Regions from separate parts of the Mus musculus genome. Here region 2 is linked to region 1. A link is a contact called in public Hi-C data. All regions are on one chromosome and are shown on one strand. Each heading gives the region's core, a stretch centred on a gene start, on an enhancer-like site or on the middle of the called end of the contact. The rest is flanking DNA. Distances are from core to core; before and after follow the strand shown. Region 1 has its middle 14 kb from the start of Btbd9. Region 2 overlaps Dnah8 (dynein, axonemal, heavy chain 8).

Region 1 (3,010 bases), core at 196-2,695:
GCCAATACCGCCCGGCAGGCTGCAACTTCTTATGAAGCAGCAGCCTTTGCAGTGTCTGGCAAGGGTCCTCTTGACTTGTGGACAGGCACTTTGCCTTGTGGACAGGTACTGTGCCTTCTCGGGGCAGAAGTTTACTGCAACATGCATCCCATTCCAGGAGGCTCCACCTAAGTAATTTGCCTTGTAGGAGCTCATTTCCAAGTACCATTTTGGGGAGTGGGCCTAGTCAGAGGAATTTCGAAGGACCCCAGAGTTGTCCCATAGCATAGTACACAGACCTTGACAACTTGGTTGTGGAGGGACCTTTGTTCTCAAGATGCTGTTAGAAGCATGGGAAGGCCCAAGGGCATGCACTGCAGAGTTGGCCTGCAAGAAGTCCTGATACCTACAGCTTGTTCATCCCGTCACTTGACACATATATGATCAAAGATGGCTAAGGCCAGTCAGTGCTGTGTGTCCACTAAAAACGGCCATTGAAAGGAAGTAACCTGGGATTCCTCACTTGTCTAAGGGCTGAAAGTGTTTTCCAAGGCTCTGCAGCCAAATTGATCTCCTTACGTTCTGGAAGACCAACAGTTTTATGTGATGTTACTTATTTACCATTTCCCAGTGGGGGGGGGGCTCTGACTTTGTGTGGTGACATGCTGAAATGAGGTTTTGTTTCTTTAAGTGGGAGTTGAAATGCAGGTGAAATGCTCTCATCCCGAGGCCACTGTATCCAGCAAGATCACTAACATAACTCATAGCCTACTGAGGTTATGCTTGTCAACTTCTCTCCTGTAAACTTAATCTCCGGCCACCTCCTTTTCTACACTGTTCTCTTCAGAGGAAAATAAACTATGTGAAACTCCAAACTGAGGAGTCATGAGGCTGGCCATGAGCACGTGGAGAGAGGGGGAAGGGGAATGAGAAGAGAGGGGAAGGGGAAGGGAGCAAGAGAGGAGGGGGTGTGAGTCAGGCACACCTGGCTGTTGCCAGGTAACTGTGGGCGGAGCCTAGACTAAATGCCAACTTGAATGACATCACACCAACCAACATCCTCCTCCACTAAATACCACTTGTCAAACCAACTGAAAACGGGCCCCCACACATTTCCAGAATGACCCCTAGGGGTCAGTACTGCTCCGCTGAAACCACTGGTCTTTCTTAAGATTTCTGATTCTAGTTTCTTCAAAGAGGAATGGGTCCTGATAGCGTTTCCAAGGGAATGAATGGGCAGAGTCTTCACTTCGATAGTTTCCGGCAACGGACAGCGGGGATTTTCCACCTCTGATCAGCAGCTACATACCTGAGCCATTTGTCTTCGGGAGCCCTTCTATACAGTGTTTTATGTAGTGTTTTGCTAAATTGCATACTTAGAATTTCGAGGCAACTAATGGAACACGTTAGTAACGGACAGTTGAGCAGTAACACCAAGGAAACAGTAACCCGGACGACACAGAATAGCCAGCTAGTGACAGTTAGCTGTGCTTAAGCAGGCTTCTCTTCAATGGTGATGACTCAGCTCAATCCAGTCAATAGTTAAGAGAAATTACAGCAAGTGCATAAATCTGAGGCCTACTGTCCAGGTGGTGGGGGTGCATGTCCTCCAATCCCGGTGCTCGGGGGTTGGGGACGGGGGACAGGGAGCAGGGAGAAGAGGCAGGCAGATGGAGGTCAGCATGGTCTACAGAGCAAGTTCCAGGACAGCCAAGGGCTACATAGATAAATCCTTTCTCAAACCGCACCCCCCAAATGAGACCTACTGATGTTAGCATATTACAGAATATTTTTTAAAAGGATTTATTTATTTACTATATGTAAGTACACTGTAGCTGTTTTCAGACATCCCAGAAGAGGGCATCAGATCTCATTATGGATGGTTGTGAGCCACCATGTGGTTGCTGGGATTTGAACTCATGACCTTTGGAAGAGCAGTCAGTGCTCTTACCCACTGAGCCATCTCTCCAGCCCCAGAATATTTTTAAAATGCTAATACCCAGGACTTTTAGAGCTGTAATAAAATAGGTACCTCATAAATGTCATCAAAATACACATTATGGCTGAAGACAGGGCTAAGAGCAGTGGCTGAGTTGAGTTTCCAGCACCCATGTTGGGTGGCTCACATCAACCTTTTTAGATTTGGCATCTTTTTCTGGGCTCTATACTCACAAACACACATACACACACAGGGTAAACATAATTCTAAAAAATATACATATATATATGTGTGTGTGTGTATTTTAAAGCACATTAGATTTACAATAGTCTTTAAGAGTTTAAAGGCTTTCAAATGCTTTATTTATTTGGCTAATGCTGTGGCTTTCTACATCCTAGAAAATATTCAGTGGTTTTAATTTCTAAATTAAATGTGGCTTGTTGCTTGCATTACTTTTTTACAGTAGGAAAAAAAAAAAGGGAAGCCGGGCGGTGGTGGCGAACGCCTTTAATCCCAGCAATTGGGAGGCAGAGGCAGGTGGATTTCTGAGTTTGAGGCCAGCCTGGTCTACAGAGTGAGTTCCAGGACAGCCAGGGCTACACAGAGAAACCCTGTCTAGACAAAACAAAACAAAACAAACAAACAAAGCTGAAACAGGTTAGGTAGAAAACAGTCATGAAAGTCAGCGCTTTCTCATCCACTGCCCACTGTTCACTCTGAAGCAGTGTTCTTTTTCTTTTCTTTTTTGGCTAATGTTCATTTTGTATTTTAAAACTATAGTCTCCTAGGCACACCCCTCCCAGCCCTAACTCCCCAAGTGTACTGCTAACTTCCTCAAGCTGTGTCCAGAAGCCAAAGACAAGCAAGCCTCTGCCCCTCCAGATCGACAGACGGCCTACATCTCAGGGCTGTGATTTCTCCCTTTTCTCGGTTAGCTACAGGAATAGAAAGTCTCTACCTAGGGACCCGTTGATCTTCAGGGCTGTCCTTCCTGACCCCCCTCCCAGGCCAAAGCTTCAAGGTTCCTGCCTGGCACTGCGGGGCCCATGGTCTAGCTGCTTGAATGGATATGGGCCGTGAGTTAACAAGACA
Region 2 (3,113 bases), core at 140-2,639, 160 kb before region 1:
CCTCCTCTGTGGCTCCTGGCTCCAAAGTTAGATTACTAGTGTGCGGATTCATCCCTCTTTCTCTAGGGATTCAAATCTCAGAGCCCTCACCCCCCAAGCCACTTAAAAAGAGCTCCTAGGCTGTAGGACTTCCTATACTAGGTGCCCCGTGAGGCAGCCGAGCGGAAAGCTTCAGGTGTTTTCAGAAGGGTGGGTACAAAGCAGAGCGGAGTCTCACCTGCATGATGTAATTACACTCCAGGAGCTGCATCTTGGGGTTGAGGCTTAGTTTCATGTACGTGTATGCGTCTTCAAACACCTTATCATACAGACTCAGGAAGACGGAGGCTTCCTGCTGGCTGCGCTTCTTCAACCATGCCTGAGGTCAAAGGACAACATCTAAGCACTAGGAAAGTGTAGAGCTGCCAGTGCGACTCTGTAGATCAAGTGCTTGCTTGTCTTGCGAGCTCGGAGACGTGGGGTTGATTCCCCGAACTCACATCAAAAAAAAAAAAAAAAAAAAAAAAAAGCCGGATATGCTGGCATGTGCTCATGATACCAGCGATGGGGTTTGGGGAGGGGGAGGGGACAAGCAGGTCCTTGGGACCCCCTGGGTAGTCAGCCTAGCCTCCTTGACAGGTTCCAGGCCATTGAGAGACACTATAGACAAAGTAAAAGAAGTGTGGATGGTAAGGTGGCTTAAAGAAAAACACCCAAGGTTATCCAATGGCATCCCCATGTACCCGTACACTGGGCTATCTGCACACGCGTGTACACACGTAAGCAAAAATGAGAAGAGCAGAGACCTGTAGACCCTGGCCTGTTTCCGGTCCCCACCTGTAATATCGGCCTCCAGCTGAGAGCCGAGCTGCTGATGTATACCATGCCCATCCTTGACACCGTGGCAGGAGAGGCGTTCTCAATGTTGTGCACCTCAAACAGCAGCTTACAGGTAGGGGCCATGGGGATGCGGTCCCCGTTAGCCAGGGTGAGCGTCTTGTTATCGTCCAACACGGAGTTTAAGTTCTCAATCCAGATGGCATCCACGGGGCCGTCTAGGATGAGGAAGATGTTCTCACCTGCAAATGAGGACGGGAAGTAGGGGAAGATAGATCGGTTTTTCCTTCTGCAACTAATGAAAACGGGAAACTGAGCAAATGCAAGGTCCGTTCTAATAAGCTCGCAGGGAAAGAGTGAACTCGGAGGGAGGCCCGTGCCTACCCTTTTTAGCTTTTAATGTCTTCCTCCACAGAGTGGAAAAGATCCCATCTGTCCAGTCGTTGGTGGCTGTATCCAGCCTGCCGAACATCTGAGGCGCGGTAATCGCCTTTGGATTCATTCGCATCTCTCTGTGAGGCCTCCCACACTCCGTTAATGATTTCATCAGAATTGTTATGACCGTCGTCTTCCCAGAACCGCTGGGCCCGAGGGTCATCAGGCCATGCCGTACCAGAGAGGTCTCATATAACTACACCATCAAATGACACATTGGGAAACGTAGGTTATTAGTCTCCGGCTGATGTTTCTGCGTGCTAGCTGAAATTTTAAAGGCTTTAAATAATATCTAAGTGTCCTTTGTTTCACTGGATTTGGGAAGCAAAACTAGTGTGGCGTTGAAAAACAACATAGGTGATAAAGTAATGATGTCGTGGGGCTTGAATTACATTTTGCAAATAATTAATTCAGGATCTGCTTTCTGCCTCATGTGACATGGGTGGGTGGGTGCGTGTGCTGTGTGGTGATGTCGCCCCCCAGTGGTGGAAAGCAGCAGCGCACAGCATCTCGGTAAAGATCTAGGGTGCCCCTGAGCCTGCCTCTGGGTCTCCAGAGGCACAGCTTGAATAAAGATTTTTGCATGTGGAAGTGATTTACTTGGGGAGAGCCCTCGGAAGATACAAAGAAGGGTGTGGATATTACAGTCCCAGGGATGGGAAGACTGGGGTAAGGTGCAACGGAGGACAGCTGCAGCAGGCAGACAAGCATGACCCCACCAGGGACTCTCCACCTAGAAGCAGAGGAACCTGGCCTTCCTATCCCCTCGCCCAGCCATCCTTCCTTGAGGGGATAGTACTTGGGAGCAATAAGTGCTCGGGAAATGCCTGCCCCTGCGCCCACACACAAAGTGCCTTCAGTCTTCCGTTTGCTCCGAGAACAAGAAGCATACATGGGTACGTGGGAGTGGGAGAGAGGATTTAAGGAGGCATACTAAGAACACAGCAGGGAGTGGGCTGTGGAAATAGCTCAATCAGGAGGGGCTTGCCTAGAGTACGTGATGCCCTCGGCTTCTGATGCACCGTGTAAGGGGGCACACTCCTATAATCCCAGCACTCCAGAGACAAAAGCAGGGGGGGGGGGCAGTCAACAGGTCAGGGCCATCCTCGACTATATAGGAAGTTCTAGGCCAGCCTGGGCTAAAGATCTAATGTAGTTGAGCCATAACACATGTTCACACTCACACATATGCACATCCATGCACACACACACACACACACACACACACACACACACACACACACACACTTGTAGGGAGAGTTTTGGTTTCTTTAACCACCCAGTGACCTTATGTGTAAATGTTTTTGTTTTAGTCCCAGGTGTGGGGTATGGGCCTGCTTCAATCTGTCTACAGCTGTTAACTATGATTGTCTCGTCCTCGGATCGGGGCAAGGGCAGTGGCATGGTTTTTGCCAGCTGCAGATAGTTTCATTCTGGGAACTCTGAGGAGGGCATACATGCCTGAGCCCTAAGAGAGGCAGGAAGAATAAGGAGGAGGAGAGGGAGGAAGACGGAAGAAGAGGAGGAGGAGGAAGAAGAGGAGGAGGAAGAAGACAACTGCTGCTTCCTGCAGCCTCCTGCTGCTCCTGCTTGCTCTTGTGATGGTTTAACAAGAAGCTGGAGCTCTCCTGACTGTGACGATCAGCCTGGCCCCAAGGAACACAATGCCCCTCTCATCTGCAGGAAGTAGTCTAAAGAGGTCTGTGCCCCCTCGCCCCTCTGACCTTCTCTTTCTCCTCCTTAGTGTTGGGGGCTGGAAGGGATCGGGGAGGAATAAGGGTCGGAAGGGAGGTAGACTTCTAATAACCCAAGAAAATGACAAAGCAATTATGCCAACAGATGCTCATACACACACCTGCACA

What was found. A called contact is a pair of places that touch in the nucleus more often than the background predicts.
Region 2: a contact with region 1 is called in a Hi-C map of stem cell-derived motor neurons, with 4 times the contacts expected there. The contact joins two enhancer-like sites. A contact is called at or near these places in 7 of 484 Hi-C or Micro-C datasets (the Ba/F3 cell line, LSK cells, the N1E-115 cell line and 4 more), 4 of 115 datasets of contacts at active chromatin or transcription factors (embryonic stem cells and neural progenitor cells) and 3 of 9 other capture datasets (adipose tissue, liver and pancreatic islet).

The regions. Positions count from the first base shown.
Region 1 is chr17:30,589,091-30,592,100 of GRCm38.p6, reverse strand. No RefSeq gene overlaps it. Among named protein-coding and RNA genes, the nearest start is that of Btbd9, 14 kb to the right of the region's middle. Within about 2 kb of position 1,445, at least 43 of the 459 cell types and tissues checked have an H3K27ac peak or open chromatin away from gene starts, as enhancers often do. A contact at or near this core is called in stem cell-derived motor neurons, where this site is marked.
Region 2 is chr17:30,745,092-30,748,204 of GRCm38.p6, reverse strand. Dnah8 (dynein, axonemal, heavy chain 8) reads right to left here. Exons shown (of 93, transcript NM_013811.3): 50 at 1,201-1,447; 51 at 817-1,058; 52 at 218-358. Among named protein-coding and RNA genes, the nearest start is that of Gm24661, 35 kb to the left of the region's middle. Within about 2 kb of position 1,389, at least 10 of the 459 cell types and tissues checked have an H3K27ac peak or open chromatin away from gene starts, as enhancers often do. A contact at or near this core is called in stem cell-derived motor neurons, where this site is marked.